Regions from separate parts of the Mus musculus genome. Here region 1 is linked to region 2. The links are chromatin contacts, called in public promoter capture Hi-C maps. All regions are on one chromosome and are shown on one strand. Each heading gives the region's core, a stretch centred on a gene start, on an enhancer-like site or on the middle of the called end of the contact. The rest is flanking DNA. Distances are from core to core; before and after follow the strand shown.

Evidence for each region. Promoter capture Hi-C pulls out the DNA fragments that hold promoters and counts their contacts.
Region 1: a promoter capture Hi-C map of hippocampal neurons shows a contact between it and region 2, with 4 times the contacts expected there. The contact joins the promoter of 1700045H11Rik here to the enhancer-like site in region 2. A contact is called at or near these places in 1 of 39 promoter capture datasets (hippocampal neurons), 3 of 484 Hi-C or Micro-C datasets (cerebellum, cerebral cortex and cortical neurons), 1 of 115 datasets of contacts at active chromatin or transcription factors (astrocytes) and 2 of 9 other capture datasets (adipose tissue and macrophages).

Annotation. Positions count from the first base shown.
Region 1 is chr4:150,853,099-150,860,217 of GRCm38.p6, reverse strand. 1700045H11Rik (RIKEN cDNA 1700045H11 gene) reads left to right here and starts at 5,269. Exons shown (of 4, transcript NR_040649.1): 1 at 5,269-5,392. It overlaps Errfi1 (ERBB receptor feedback inhibitor 1), which reads right to left and starts at 5,148. Exons shown (of 4, transcript NM_133753.2): 1 at 4,947-5,148.
Region 2 is chr4:150,335,603-150,342,220 of GRCm38.p6, reverse strand. The region is part of intron 1 of Rere (arginine glutamic acid dipeptide (RE) repeats); the gene reads right to left. Among named protein-coding and RNA genes, the nearest start is that of Rere, 57 kb to the right of the region's middle. Within about 2 kb of position 2,795, at least 56 of the 459 cell types and tissues checked have an H3K27ac peak or open chromatin away from gene starts, as enhancers often do. A contact at or near this core is called in cerebellum, cerebral cortex, cortical neurons and 1 more, where this site is marked.

The DNA of each region.
Region 1 (7,119 bases), core at 4,020-6,519, 520 kb before region 2:
TGAATCAAGCAGGTGATATAATCTACACTTATTTACTGAAAGCAAAAGGGCGTTTGCACAGATATTTCAAGAGCAAAGGCCTGAATTCAAAGTTTTTCAGATTTAATTTTAAAAGCTATGATTTGGGGTTAAGGAAAGAAGGGAGCCAGGCTAAGGAAACTTCTTTGTTATAAGTTTACCATAGAAAAGCAGAACTCGCCTTTATATTAGCTGCATGAATGACTTCTAAAATAAAACACAACTACAGTGCTCATGCATGGAATCAAGTAAGATGTGATAGCTTCAGCAAATATTTCATAAATGCTGTCCAAAAGGATGCAAAGAAAGGATGGTTTGTGTGTTCTCGCCTCCACTAGATGACCTTCTATGTGCCCCACACATACTGATCCACTTACAGGTGGAGAAAATGGAGGCCACAAGGAAAAGAATTTATCTCCAGACTGACAAAATAAAAGCCAAATGATGAAACTTCTTCAATAATTCCGAAAACGCCTAGCTAAGTATTTAAGAAATAGCAAGCTGGTGAAAGCCCCATTAGTTCAACTCCTGTCTCAATAGCCTTGTGATTCAGTTTGTCCCTCAGGATTTTAGGGAGATACAATTACAAGCAGGGCAACAGCACTGTATTGTTTTGTCATTGGTATTTTTCCTACAGAGCACAACAATCAACAGTACCATCCACAGACACAGGCAAGCACACACGGCATGGAAGAGCATTTCTTTCCGACATATGCAATGCACTGTACCTGTGAATGATGTGTGGATTCTGTTGTAATCTTAATGACAATGACCACAATGGGCTAATGATGGGAAATGAGTCTTTAAAACTTCAAGTTTATTTAACAAGCATTTAAATAACCCAATGGACAACTCAGGAGAGTTAAAATTAATACATAGGTGATGATAATGACATTCATAGGATACTGTCTGTCAGGAAGGTTTTCAGTTTTATCCTTGTAGCAGCCCTAAGGTAGGTGGGACACTACTCTCAATGACAGACGAGGAGCTTCTGCAACTAGATCTGACTCGGCTCCGGTGAGCCACAGTAATGCCACGGCTTACTTCAGGAAGCTTGGCCTCAAAGTTTATGCTCTCGACCATACCACAGCCTCTCTTTTAAAGTCTTAGGCTCTTCAAATTACTGGAACAAAATGACTTAAGATACACACTTGACTCCTCTGAATAAGGCAGGTACATTTTTTGGAGGGATTCTATTTGGTGTTCCCTTAGATAACCTGTAGCCTATGAAAGTTCCCATTTCACTTCCTCACATTTTCCTACTAAAAGTTATCAGTTATATACTTGGCCTAGATATCTAAAATGGGCAGATCAAGGTATAATCATCTATGACCAACTGGAATAATTCTTTTGATGCTCTTTCATCTTTACTGATACAATGCCTCGCCACAATGGAATCTCAGACATAGTCTCTGACCTCGCACAGGTTTACCACATATATCCAAGAAGCTTCCTTTAAACTCTCTCATTGCATGGATCCCAATGAAACCATTATAACTTTGCTCTATCACAAAACCTAAAATTCAGGCTGAAGAGATGGCTCAGCAGTTAAGAGCACTGACTGATCTTCCAGAGGTCCTGAGTTCAATTCCCAGCAACCACGTGGTGGCTCACAACCATCTGTAATGGAATCTGATGCCCTTTTCTGGTGTGTCTGAAGATAGCTACAGTGTATTCATATAAATAAAAATAAATAATTTTTAAAAAAATCCTGAAATTCAGTAATAGGATTCTTTTATCTGTAAAGCACTCTACAAATTACAAAGCTCTCTCTTATATACTATCTACACATCCCTGTAAGAGGCAGGAATTATAATCTCCATTTTTGCTTTAAAGAAATGAAGTGAGTTGAGACACCCTGCTGACTGAAGCATCCTACCTGGGCTGTTCTGCGCTGTCAGCCAGCCAGCGCTCTCTTCACCCACTCCTCCTTTCTATCGTCATTTTAGGCAATAGCCTTGGTTCTCCTAATATTCTTGCTGACCTAAAATCATGTTTCTATAAAAAGGAGGGCTACATAAGACCTATGTGCTAGCTACCTGCAATGACAGGAACTGGAACTCAGCTTTCTTCAGGTCAAACTCTAAGAAAGCAAACATTTATTTTCACAAATACATAGGAATGCTTCTTCTGGACTAGATTCATCAGATGAAGAAAAATGGTTGTTGGCTGATGAGGCCATCTAACGAGGATGAGGATAATTTCACATGGGGTTATCTCTCAAGGAAATGAGCAGGGCACAATGGCAGGATAAGGAGGCAGAGAGCTTATTTACACAGGTGGTCAGGGGAGGCCTCCACAGATAGGCGACATTCACAACTGATTTCCTTTTTTTATTTAGTTTTTTGTTTTGGTTTTCCAGACAAGCTTTCTCTTTGTAGCTCCAGCTGTCCAGACATCACTCTGTAGACCAGGTTGGCCTTAGAACTTAGAGATCTGCCTGCCTCTGCCTAGTGCTACTGCTAGGATTAAAGGTGTGTGCCACAGTGCTAAGAACTGATTTCTTAAATAACATAGCCAGCCATGAGACGAGGCCAGAAAAGAACATGTGAATTAAGAATCTGTAACTTGTGAAGTTTCTTCTTAGCTATGGGTTGTAAGAGCTTTTGAGCAGGAAGCTAACCATCCTATTTCCAAACTGAAAAGGGCTCGAATTCCACATTTTAAAGATATATTCAGCAAGGCCTGGGAAATCAGTCACTTTGCAATAGTCCCACTCCAATTTTACAGTACAAAGGAATTGACTAAAATATCAATGAAGACTCCTAATCTTGTCTTTTGAAGTTTGAATCCCACACTTTTTTTTCTTAACACCCATCCTGTTAAGCTAGTAATTTATAGTTTAGACCCTGAAGTTCACCAGTTTTATCCACATCAAGTTTAAACTGTGGGAATGATGCCAGAATACCACAGGTGGATGGTTTTTATCTAGTTACTGTTCATTAGCTTTCCCATGTCCTGGCCAAATGTCTGCAAAGGATGCTATCTACGTGCATCTGGATGGTGAGGCACCAGTTCATATTTATGGAGATTAGGAGCAGAGCTGCTTCTCTGGTAGAGGGAGCCAGGGACATTCAAATTCCTAGAATTACCCTGGGCACCACCTTTCCCTCCTCTGCTTGCCTTTCCAAAGCAACCTGATGTAGGTATGCTGACAATCAGGTCAGTTGCAAGCTGGTGTGGTGCACCTGTAATTTAGGGAACTTGCTTTTAAAAGCTACTATTAGTATGAGCTGAAAGGCAGTATTCATCTAGTACAGCTTTGGAGAAGTGGCAATAAAGACTCAGTTTCATAAAACATAAAACACCTAGAGACTACGACATAATTAAGTCATACAAAAGGCTCACCAGTATCTACTATGAACCCAAAGTAGGAAATCCAACTCATTAAAAAACAATAATTCTACCTCTCAAAAATATGAGAAATCCAGACATTTCATAGCAGCTATTAACAAGGAACAACAGATTTTCTTTCCAAACCTTATCAGTTCTTGGACCAATCCTGTTAAGCCTTAAAATGTAAACCATGCTTTCCTGCATGTATTTAATCAACATGAACTATATTCAAGGCTGTGTAAAATAAGAGCTGTTCAGGGCATTTTCCAGCCCTTAAGGAGTTTACCATCTGATTTATTTGCCAAGATACAGATTTACAGTTTGAGATTTTTACCACTGATCAGCAAATGTCCACCAGTGCACAGGAGAGGGAGTGAAGGCCATGACAGAGTGCCCAGCCTTTTTAAACATCTTCATGTATTTCCTCTCAAACCTGATAATATCCGCCAGAGTTGACAGGTTAGTACGAAACCAGCTTATTCCTTACAAAATTTGCTCTTTTACTGATAAAGGTATTTAGATTATCTTTGGTCTCTATTTTGGTAAAATCTCTCTTAAAATCTCCATGTTTCAAGAAAAAAAAAAATTTAAAGGCAAGAGCCACCACAGTGAACTCAAAAATGTCCCAGTCTTAATAGATGCATATTCACTATACCTGTATAGACTTAAGGAAGTGTAAAACTGTAGAACTTTTCTTTTTTCTTTTTTTTTCCAGGATGAAAAAAAAAAAAAAGGCAATTTATACCTCACCTTTCTTCACCCCTGACAGTTGCCTGGAAACCAGTCCTGCCCTACCTGTGCTACAGGTGTACCTCCCGTCACATCTCTTTTAAAGCTACAGTCTCTATTCTTACTACACTTAAGTTTATGACTAACAATCTATTCACATTTTTATCAGGTAGGAGACTGGTTTCTTTCAAGCAATGATGAAATCCTAATAAAGACTGAGGAAGCACCCATCCAGCACCACCAATCACGATTAATTTGAACAAAGATAGGATATACGTATAAAAACAGGATACTGCCAAGGAGCCTTGGCGTTTGAACAGTTCTGTCTGCATTTTCACTCCTTTAATATATAAGTCATTTAAGGCAAAGAATCATGTTTCTGGAGAGGAAAAGGCCACGGAACAACTCGGATGAATTAAAACAAATATTTTTTTTTAAAGGGGAATGACCTTCGTCGCCGAGTCTCACCGAGACTCAAGACTGGTACCAACCAGGGACTAGCAATCTCCGAGCCCACCCGCGACAGCTTCTCGCAGAAGCTTTCCGGGCCGGACCGACGGGTGCGCGGGGTGAGAGGGAAGATGGAGGGGGCCGCAGCAGTTCCACCGCATCCCTGGGCCGCAGCTGCACCGGGAAGACCGTGGAGCCGCCGCTCCGGAGCCCCAGGCTGTGGAGACGTGTCGTGTGCGCGCCGGTGCATGGCCCCGGCGAGAAGCCGAGGGCGCCCGCGGCCCGCCGCTCCTCACGCACCCCGGCCCATCCCGGGAAGCGGAGTGCCGGAGGCTCCGGCTCCAGCCCACCGCCCGTCCGCCCGCCCTCCGCGCCCCGGCCCCACGTCTCCCGACGCCCGCCAGGCCCCTTACCCCAAGGGAGCGGGACCCCGCGGCGCCCTCCCGCGCATGTCCGTCCCGGCTGGCTCAGCGCCGCGGGCTTAGGGGCCCGAGCATCGCGCAGGCGCCTCGCCGCTCTCTTGCCCTCGCTCTTTCTCTCTGCTCGCTCGCAGGCTATGCTCGCGCTCGCTCGCTCGCACAGCTCACGCTCCGCGCCTCGCACTCGGCCGCCGACGCCGGCGCAGCCGACGCCCGTATTTATACGGTGAGCGACAACGTGACGTCAACGCCCGCAGCCCCGCCTCCTTCACGCAGCCAATCCGGGCGGGCGGACGCTTAAAGGGGCGATGCCGCTACCGAAGAGTTTGCGTGGGGCCCGCCGGGCGGCGCTAGCAGCCTCGTCTCCTGAGGGGACGTTTCTATTTGGGCCGCCTCTGTGCGAGCTGCCTAGCCTAAGGACACCGAGTTTTCCTTAGAAGGTTGTGAGCGGCCCTGTTTCCATCCCCGGGGAGGGAAGTGACGCTGAGATGCACTTGGATCCAAGAAACTCAGGGAGCGGGAGAAAATGGGGATTGGAGAGGAGAGGGGCACCCCGAGGTGTATATATGTGTGTGTGTGTGTATGTATGTATGTATGTATGTATGTATGTATGTATGTATGTATGTATGTATGTATATCGAGGGATGGTCGAGGGATGGCGAGGAGAGTGATGAAGAACGGAGGGGGACGGTGAGGAACAACGAGGGACTGCTGTGATGATGCGAGAGAGATGAAGGGCGCTACAACCAGGGATGGATGACCATGAAGAAAGTGGTCTCTGGGAAAGAGGGCAGCGGACTGAGGGGCAGTAAGGGACAAAATGCGTCTGAAGACAGGAAGGGGCAGGGAGTGTCTGGCTAAGGACAATAAGGGATGGAGGGGCAGTGAGGAGCAGTGTGAGGCACTGCGGGACTTATAGAGAACCTCACTAATTGATCTAGGTAGTTAAGGGACGGTGTGGGAAAGGAAGGGACAGAATGGAAAGGTGAGGGGCAGCGCAGAAAGGTGAAGGACAAAGGGGACTGGGCAGTGGGCCATGCTGTGTGGGCAGGATCAGGGAGGCCTCACTCCAGGCTCCTCTGTACTTGGCTTGGCCTCCAGCAAGGCTAGGCTGATCCCGGGCACCTCCCCCAAACCTGCCCCCAGCCCTCTTGGCTTACCTGTCAAAGTGCTGTTCTCCATGTCTTTTGGCCCCAGGGTGGCCGCTGATGCCCAAGGACAAAACGCCATCAAGTCTACAGGGAGGAGGGTTCGTGGGGCAGAAATCCGGTGATGCAACTTAGGTTTATAGTTTAACCGTAAAATAAATAATACAATGATAAACCAGAGTAGTTCAAGAAAAAAGGCAAACAGACAGAAGCCCTCCAGTTTGGACTAGTACAAATTCCTCTTAATGGCACTCCACAGAGTAGAGAGCGCAGACCTATGGCTGACCTCTGTGGTCCGCACACAGAGCCCTTCCTGCACTGCAGCAAGAATGCCTGATAGTTATAGGCTTAGCACCACCTAATTGAGCCAGTTTAACATATGGAATGAGGTGCTGGCCTCATTATCTGGTTAACTATTAACTTTGTGCCCCACGAACCAAGTTGCTTCTTCCAGTATTGACTTGATTTTTTTTTTTAATTGAACTCAAAGGCCTTAACTTTAAACTCAAGGCCTGATGCACTGGATTTTTAAAAAGAAAAGAAAACTCTAAAGTCTTGCTTTGCCCACTCTCAGCGGCAGGCTACCAGGATGTTAGAAGGTTCCTCCCCTCTTTCTGATGGTCCCTACTGGCCTGTAGGGGCTGCTGGGTTGCTTCCACACCCACGCTCCTAGCAATTCAATTCTCCCATCTTTTCTTATGGCCATTCTCTTAGTAGTATTTTAATCTTATGGAAATTGGTCATTGCCACATTGTCTATTTATTATTTACTATTTATTAACATTTATTATTTACTTGTTTAAGTTTTGGTGGGTTTTAAGACAGTTTTACTCTGTAGCCCAAGCGGGCCTACAACTCACTCTACACAGCTCAGGTTAACCTCAAGCTTGGTCATCCTTTGGGCTCCAGTGTATTGAGATTTACAGGCATGAAGTCAACACGGCCAGCTTGACTCGGTTTTGTTGAAAGTCACAGAAAATCCTCTTGCCCCCCACCTTTGCTATTCCTGTTTTATCTGTA
Region 2 (6,618 bases), core at 1,546-4,045:
GGCAATTCAGGGCCAAGGGGAAAAAAGGTGATAATAATGGCCAATCTTTAATTAAGATGTAAAGTGCTGCGTGCCCTGTGTTTATCTTGTCTTCCAACATTTAATCTTCTACTCCTTGAAACATCACCTTCACTCCACAAAACGAACAGAACCGTAATTATTGTTATCAGAACTTTTAGACAAGAATAAGAGGTGAAAAAGTTTAAAAGTAATACATCCAAGGTCACATAGTGTACTGGCTGGTTTTGTGTCAACTTGACACAGCTGGAGTTATCACAGAGAAAGGAGCTTCAGTTGAGGAAATGTCTCCATGAGATCCAGCTGTAAGGCATTTTCTCAATAGTGATCAAGGGGGAAAGGCCCCTTGTGGGTGGGACCATTTCTGGGCTGATAGTCTTGGGTTCCATAAGAGAGCAGGCTGGCCGGGCGTGGTGGCCCACGCCTTTAATCTTTTAATCCCAACACTCGGGAGGCAGAGGCAGGTGGATTTCTGAGTTCGAGGCCAGCCTGGTCTACAGAGTGAGTTCCAGGAGAGCCAGGACTATACAGAGAAACCCTGTCGTGAAAAAGAAAAAAAAAGAAAAAAGAAAAGAGAGAGAGAGAGAGTGAGAGAGAGAGAGCATGAGCAGGCTGAGCAAGCCAGTGGAAGCAAGCCAGTAAATAACATCCCTCCATGGCCTCTGCATCAGCTCCTGCTTCCTGACCTGCTTGAGTTCCAGTCCTGACATCCTCTGGTGATCAACAGCAATGTGGAAGTGTAAGCTGAATAAACCCTTTCCTCCCCAACTGCTTCTTGGTCATGATGTTTGTGCAGGAAGAGAAACCCTGACTAAGACACATAGCAAGTGGTGTCGGGATTAAAACCCAGATTTCCAAACCACTTCCTACAAACTGTAACACAATTACACAGCAGCAGCGTCAGCTTGCTTGTGTTTGTCTGGGGAGCTTAGCATGTTGAGAACTTTTCCTGCTACAAGAATTCAACTATAGCTGATGTTTAATGGAATTTACAGGCATAGGTGGCAAATATTGTTGGAAAACACTTACATAAGAGTCAATATAACTGAAGCAAAGAAACAGGCAAAGTAACAGGCCGATGGCTTCACTTCAGACTGTGGTCTGGAGAGCTTTCCTGCTGACCAAGACTGAAGTGGAGTCCAAATCATAAGACAGAAACCCAAACCAAGAGCCCAGTGATGAAGAACTCCAGACAGGAAGTTATGGTGAAAGTAGTGCACTGAAGTAAGCCCTGGCTTGTCAGCTCCTCAAGCAACAGACTAGACACCAATTTAAGCGCAGCTGAGTGCAAGATGGGCACCGACCACGGGTTTTGTGAGAAACTTAGAAAGGCCAGAACCAGCCTAGGGCCATAGCAAGAAATGTAATTGTGCTCCCAATGGGATGAGAAACAAAGGTCTTATAAGAGAATGGTGTGATCTACATTTCTGAAAAGCTCACCTATCCTGCCATGAAAAACAGATTACAGGATGACAAAAAACAGAAGCTGAATGAAGATGTTAAGAGAAGGCTATACTTAGAGAACGAAGACAAACGTAGTCAATAGTGATTTGCTACACGGATGCTGTTGAAGAAGATGAAGGCAAGGCCCAGCACGGTACAGCATGCATATGCAAGCTGTTGTCTCTGATCAGCACAGCTACTGAGTGTCTAAAACCGAGTCATTTTAGAAGAGCCAAGCGGGAATATACCCAAGCTCTTTCAGCACCTTCTTGACCACTCAGGCCAGAGTCGAAGGCTTGAACTGTGGAATGGAGCTAACTAAATTCAGATCTTTATGCCCTTCCTTTCAAGAAGTTATCTCCACTCCACGGCCCCCGCCCACCACGGTCTCTGCCTCAGCGCCCGGTCACCACTCGGGGCAGCAGTACTCTTCCTCAGTCTCTCAACACTCTTTCACTGAGTCTGCTTCTAGCAAATGCCACAGACAGTTCCAAAAAGAACCTAATAATTGGGAATAAAGAGTTAAGTTTCAGAGCTGGAGAGCTGGCTTAGCCGTTAAGAGCACTGGCTGCTCTTCCGAAGGTTCTGAGGTCAAATCCCAGCAACCACATGGCGGCTCACAACCATCCGTAATGAGATCTGACGCCCTCTTCTGGTGGTGTCTTCTGAAGACAGCTACAGCGAGTGTACTCACATAATAATAAATTAATCTTTTTTAACAAAAAAGGAGTTAAGTTTCTAACATTCTTACAGACAGCTATTAACTTCTACAAAGAACAACTAAAGCTGCTAATTCTTAGTTTAGCGTGAGTTTCAGCTCTCTGTAATATGGATAGTAGTTCTAGAATCGCTACTAGCTCTTATCAGGGGAAGTACAAAACTTATTTTTTTCCAGAATAACACTGAAAAATTAAATTCCTTGTTTGTTTACAAGGACATGGTTGGTCTCACTCTGCAGTCCAGGCTGACATCAATCTCATGACCCTCCTGCTCAACTGAGAGTACAGGAGTGAGCCTCCTGCCTGAGTGTTTTGGTTTTTGTTGTGTTTTATTTTAAGTGTCCATGAAAACCTACTCTGCTCCCTTCAGAGCTGCTAAACACTCCAGTTAAACACTGACATGTCCTACTGTTTTACACCTTCAATAAGAAGGTCTCCTCCCAAAAGCTGAGAAGGGGAAGATGAGGAGGGGAAACTCAGTTTTCCATCGGGAATCAGAATAGGAAAACACTCATTCCTTAGGGACTCAGTGGCCATAAGCACATGGGAGTGATGCCCCGTCATGCTGCCCAGTTCTGCCTGGCAGTTCCATATCGTCCCTCCCACACCCTTCTGCTCTGCCATCCTTTTTTCTACTTACTAGATAAAAGCATATTCTTGCCACTGACTAACATGAAAGACATAACAGTGCCTTTAAAACCAGAATTAAAACAAAGATACAGTTTCATCTATTGATGGGATCACACTTAGTAGCAATGCCTTAAGATGCTAAAAGCAAACAGTGTTATTTAGGCACAGCATCTTGGGATGCTGCTTTCTCTAGCATGACAGCTCACATAGTAGACAGTAAACATCCAAGCATGCCTTTTACAAGCTGCTGAGAAAAGGAGAGGTGCGGCATATGGCAGGCCTCCTGTTGGAAACAGAGCTCGGTGCACATGTCCCCTGCAGCACAGATCACTGTAACTGTAGCAACCACAACGCTTCAAAGTCAGGACCGCGGGGAATTCCCCAAGAGGGCTAGATTCTCTGGATCTTCTGTAACTGCCAAAAGCTTTACAGAGCAGACAGAAAATACACTAAGAAAGATGTCATACCAATTTTCAACAAGGTTCCTCCACTATCCAGACATTTTCCCAAAAAGGAAACTAATAATTTAATCAGTATTTCTCAAAAATGAATTTAAATGCTTCTGATTAATATATGCATATACATGTTTTCATTCTCTAGTACAAGTATAATATAATTAAGTCAATGCTACTTAAAATCTTTTGGCTCTTGATGAGGATTGTTAGTAAAAATGATTATGAAAAACAACAGTAGCATGGAAAGAAAAAGGAAAAAGAAAAAGATGACAGAGAAGAAAACAGCAAACATTTTAAATAATAGTAGAATACAAACTGAACTACAAAAAAAGTGTGTGCCGGGCTGGTGAGATGGCTCAGTGGGTGAGAGCACCCGACTGCTCTTCCGAAGGTCCAGAGTTCAAATCCCAGCAACCACATGGTGGCTCACAACCATCCATAATGAGATCTGACTCCCTCTTCTGGTGTGTCTGAAGACAGCTACAGTGTACTTACATATAATAAATAAATAAATCTTTAAAAAAAAAAAAAGTGTGTGCCTTCTAAGGACAGTTCCTCCCACCTATCTCTTCAGTAATCACCAAGATTTATAAAGGAAACAGACACAGAAACAGTACCCAAAATTAATCACTATACAAAAGGAAGATTATCAGAGAATGTTTTGTTGTCAAGAAAGAATCTCACCAAACTTCTCCAAGTGTGCCCAGTTCTCACTACCAATAGCTAGGCTACACTCAGCCTTGGTCAGACAAAGTTCTTTTGGCAGTGGTCAGCAGTCAACAGTGAGGTGCATAATTATTTAAAGTCCTTTAAGAATAAAATAATAGCAGGGCATGGTGGCACACGCCTTTAAACCTAGCACTCGGGAGGCAGAGGCAGGCGGATTTCTGAGTTTGAGGCCAACCTGTTCTACAAAGTGAGTTCCAGGACAGCCAGGGCTATACAGAGAAACCCTGTCTGGAAAAAAACAAAAACAAAAAAATAAAATAAAATACTAGCTCTTCTAGTAGAGTTGACAGCACCAACTCTGGTTCTGGCTTTTCTGTAGTATCTTCTCCTACAGTCACTACAAAAGTTAAGTAAGAGGAGGGCTCTTCTCCATCCGCATCTACAGAAACAGCATGCTTTTGCCCGGCAGCTGGGATCTCAAGGAGCGGGCGGGCCCTCAGAGTCGTGGCCAGCACTTCCAGAGCAGTCATGGAGGCTCAGCCTGACCACAAGAAATTAAACTTTCAAAAAAAATAAAATTTAAAAAAGGAGGGGGATGTTTTTAAACATGAAGCTATTTTGTGTCCTGATAAAGAACAACCTATGGTAAGAAGAACAATGTTCTTACAGAAAGCGAGTTTATACTACCTGGACTTACATAGAAACTTCCTGGATGGAAGACAAAAAGAACAAATCCCATTTTTCCAAAGCTCCTAAACACACCCATGAAACATTTATAGTCAAGCCTGAGGAGTGTTTCTCAACACCAAATGCAGAATATGCAGAATATCCATCCCACCCACTGTCCTCAAAGGCCTAGATTCCTCTGCTTATTCCTACACAACACCAGAGACTGGTGTTAATTCTCCAGGCATCCACAAAAAAACCCTTCCTTTATATTTTGTATTTTCACATCAAATCATTAGGAATCCTTCCTTCTTAAAAAGGGGGTGGGTCCACAGGGACTACTAATGATTACATCATTTAGTCATATACCAGATCAATACCAAGCTAGGGAGGGAGGGAAGGAGGGAGGGAGAGAGGGAGAGAAAGAGAGAGAGAGAGAGAAACAAACAAACAAACAAACCACAGATCTGAAACACTTTATCCTCTTGATGTTACTTTAAGGATGGTCTAAAATTTTAAAAGACTAGTTATCCCATTCTACATATGAAGATGACACAGAGGAAATGTAACCTGTTTGTCCATTGGTCAGAAGCAGCAAAAACAGCTTTTCACCGAGACATTGGACTCAGGCTCCACTCTGGCTGTTTTTTGGGCTACTCTTCACATGAGCTTTTTTTAAAAAGTCTTTCCAAAGAAAAAAGTATGAAGCTGAACTTTGAATATGATTTTTCTCTAAGAAAAGCAAAATCTGTGTTTGTTCATGATGGGGGAGGAGGACACACCTTGAACAACACAGCAACATTTACAGGTCAGAGGACAATTCTGGGGTCTCTCCTTTATGTGGGATTGAGGGCTAGAACTCAGATCATAAGAATGTCTGACAAGTGCTCTTACTTGCTGAACCATATTGTTGAACCCACCCTTTGAAATAGCAATTCCATCGCCTCAGCCGCATGGGCACTAGGAGTAAAGGTATGAACCAACACAGCTAGCTTTGATGGTTTTTAATCTATTTTACTTTATGTGTAGGGGTGCTTTGCCTGCAGGTATGTCTGGCTCGACATGCATGCCTGGTGGTATCTGCAGAAATCAGAAGAAAGCGTCAGATTCCCTTGGAATTGGCGTTACAGGCAGTTGGGAGCTGCCATGTGGGTTACTAGGCATCAAACCTGGGTCCTCTGAAAGAGCAGCCAGGGCCCTTACTGCTGAGCATCTCTAGACCCCTTATTTCTCTCCTCCCCACCCTTCTCCTCCTCCTCCTCCTCCGCCTGCCTGCCCCCCACAACCCCCTGGACAGGGTTTCTCTGTGTAGTCTTGGCTGTCCTGGAACTCGCTGTGTGGACAAGGCTGGTCTCACTCAGAGATCTGCCTGCCTCTGCCTCCCAAGTGCTGGGATTAAAGGTGTGCGCCACCACTGCCTGGACAGCCCCCTGATTTCCAATCCTTCTACCTAAAGAAGATTTTGCAAACTAGGAAGGGAGGGAGAGTGCGAGAAAAGAAAAGGAACTTTTCACATTGTCTCCTAATTATAAGAGACAGGGATTATGGTATTTCCAGGATCCTTTCAACAGCAGTTCAGGATCACAGAAGTCTATCAAACACAAGTAAAGAGCAGGAATTCAGGAAAGTCCAAAGCAACTGCAAACAACCTATTGAAGAGCAATGTAAATGATGCTCAACAAAGCACCTAGATGAACTCTGGAACCTAATGAGTATTCAGTCTCCTTTCCTATACCACACTATTTCAAGTAACCAAACCTATTTCCTTTACAGGAAATCGACGGCACCCAAAAAATCCAAACCAAAACAAAACAAAAAACCAAGAAACTCATTCCAGATCATTTATGCTGACAATAACTTAGTACCAAACTAAGAGAAACAGACTGCTCTGCAGCTCCTGCAGAGGATGCATGCCTAGTTCTCACGACCCATGTTGAGGGGCTCACAACTTGCCTGTAACTCCAGCTCCATGGTCTCTGACACTGTTTTCTGGCTTCTGAGTACACTCACATGCGTGT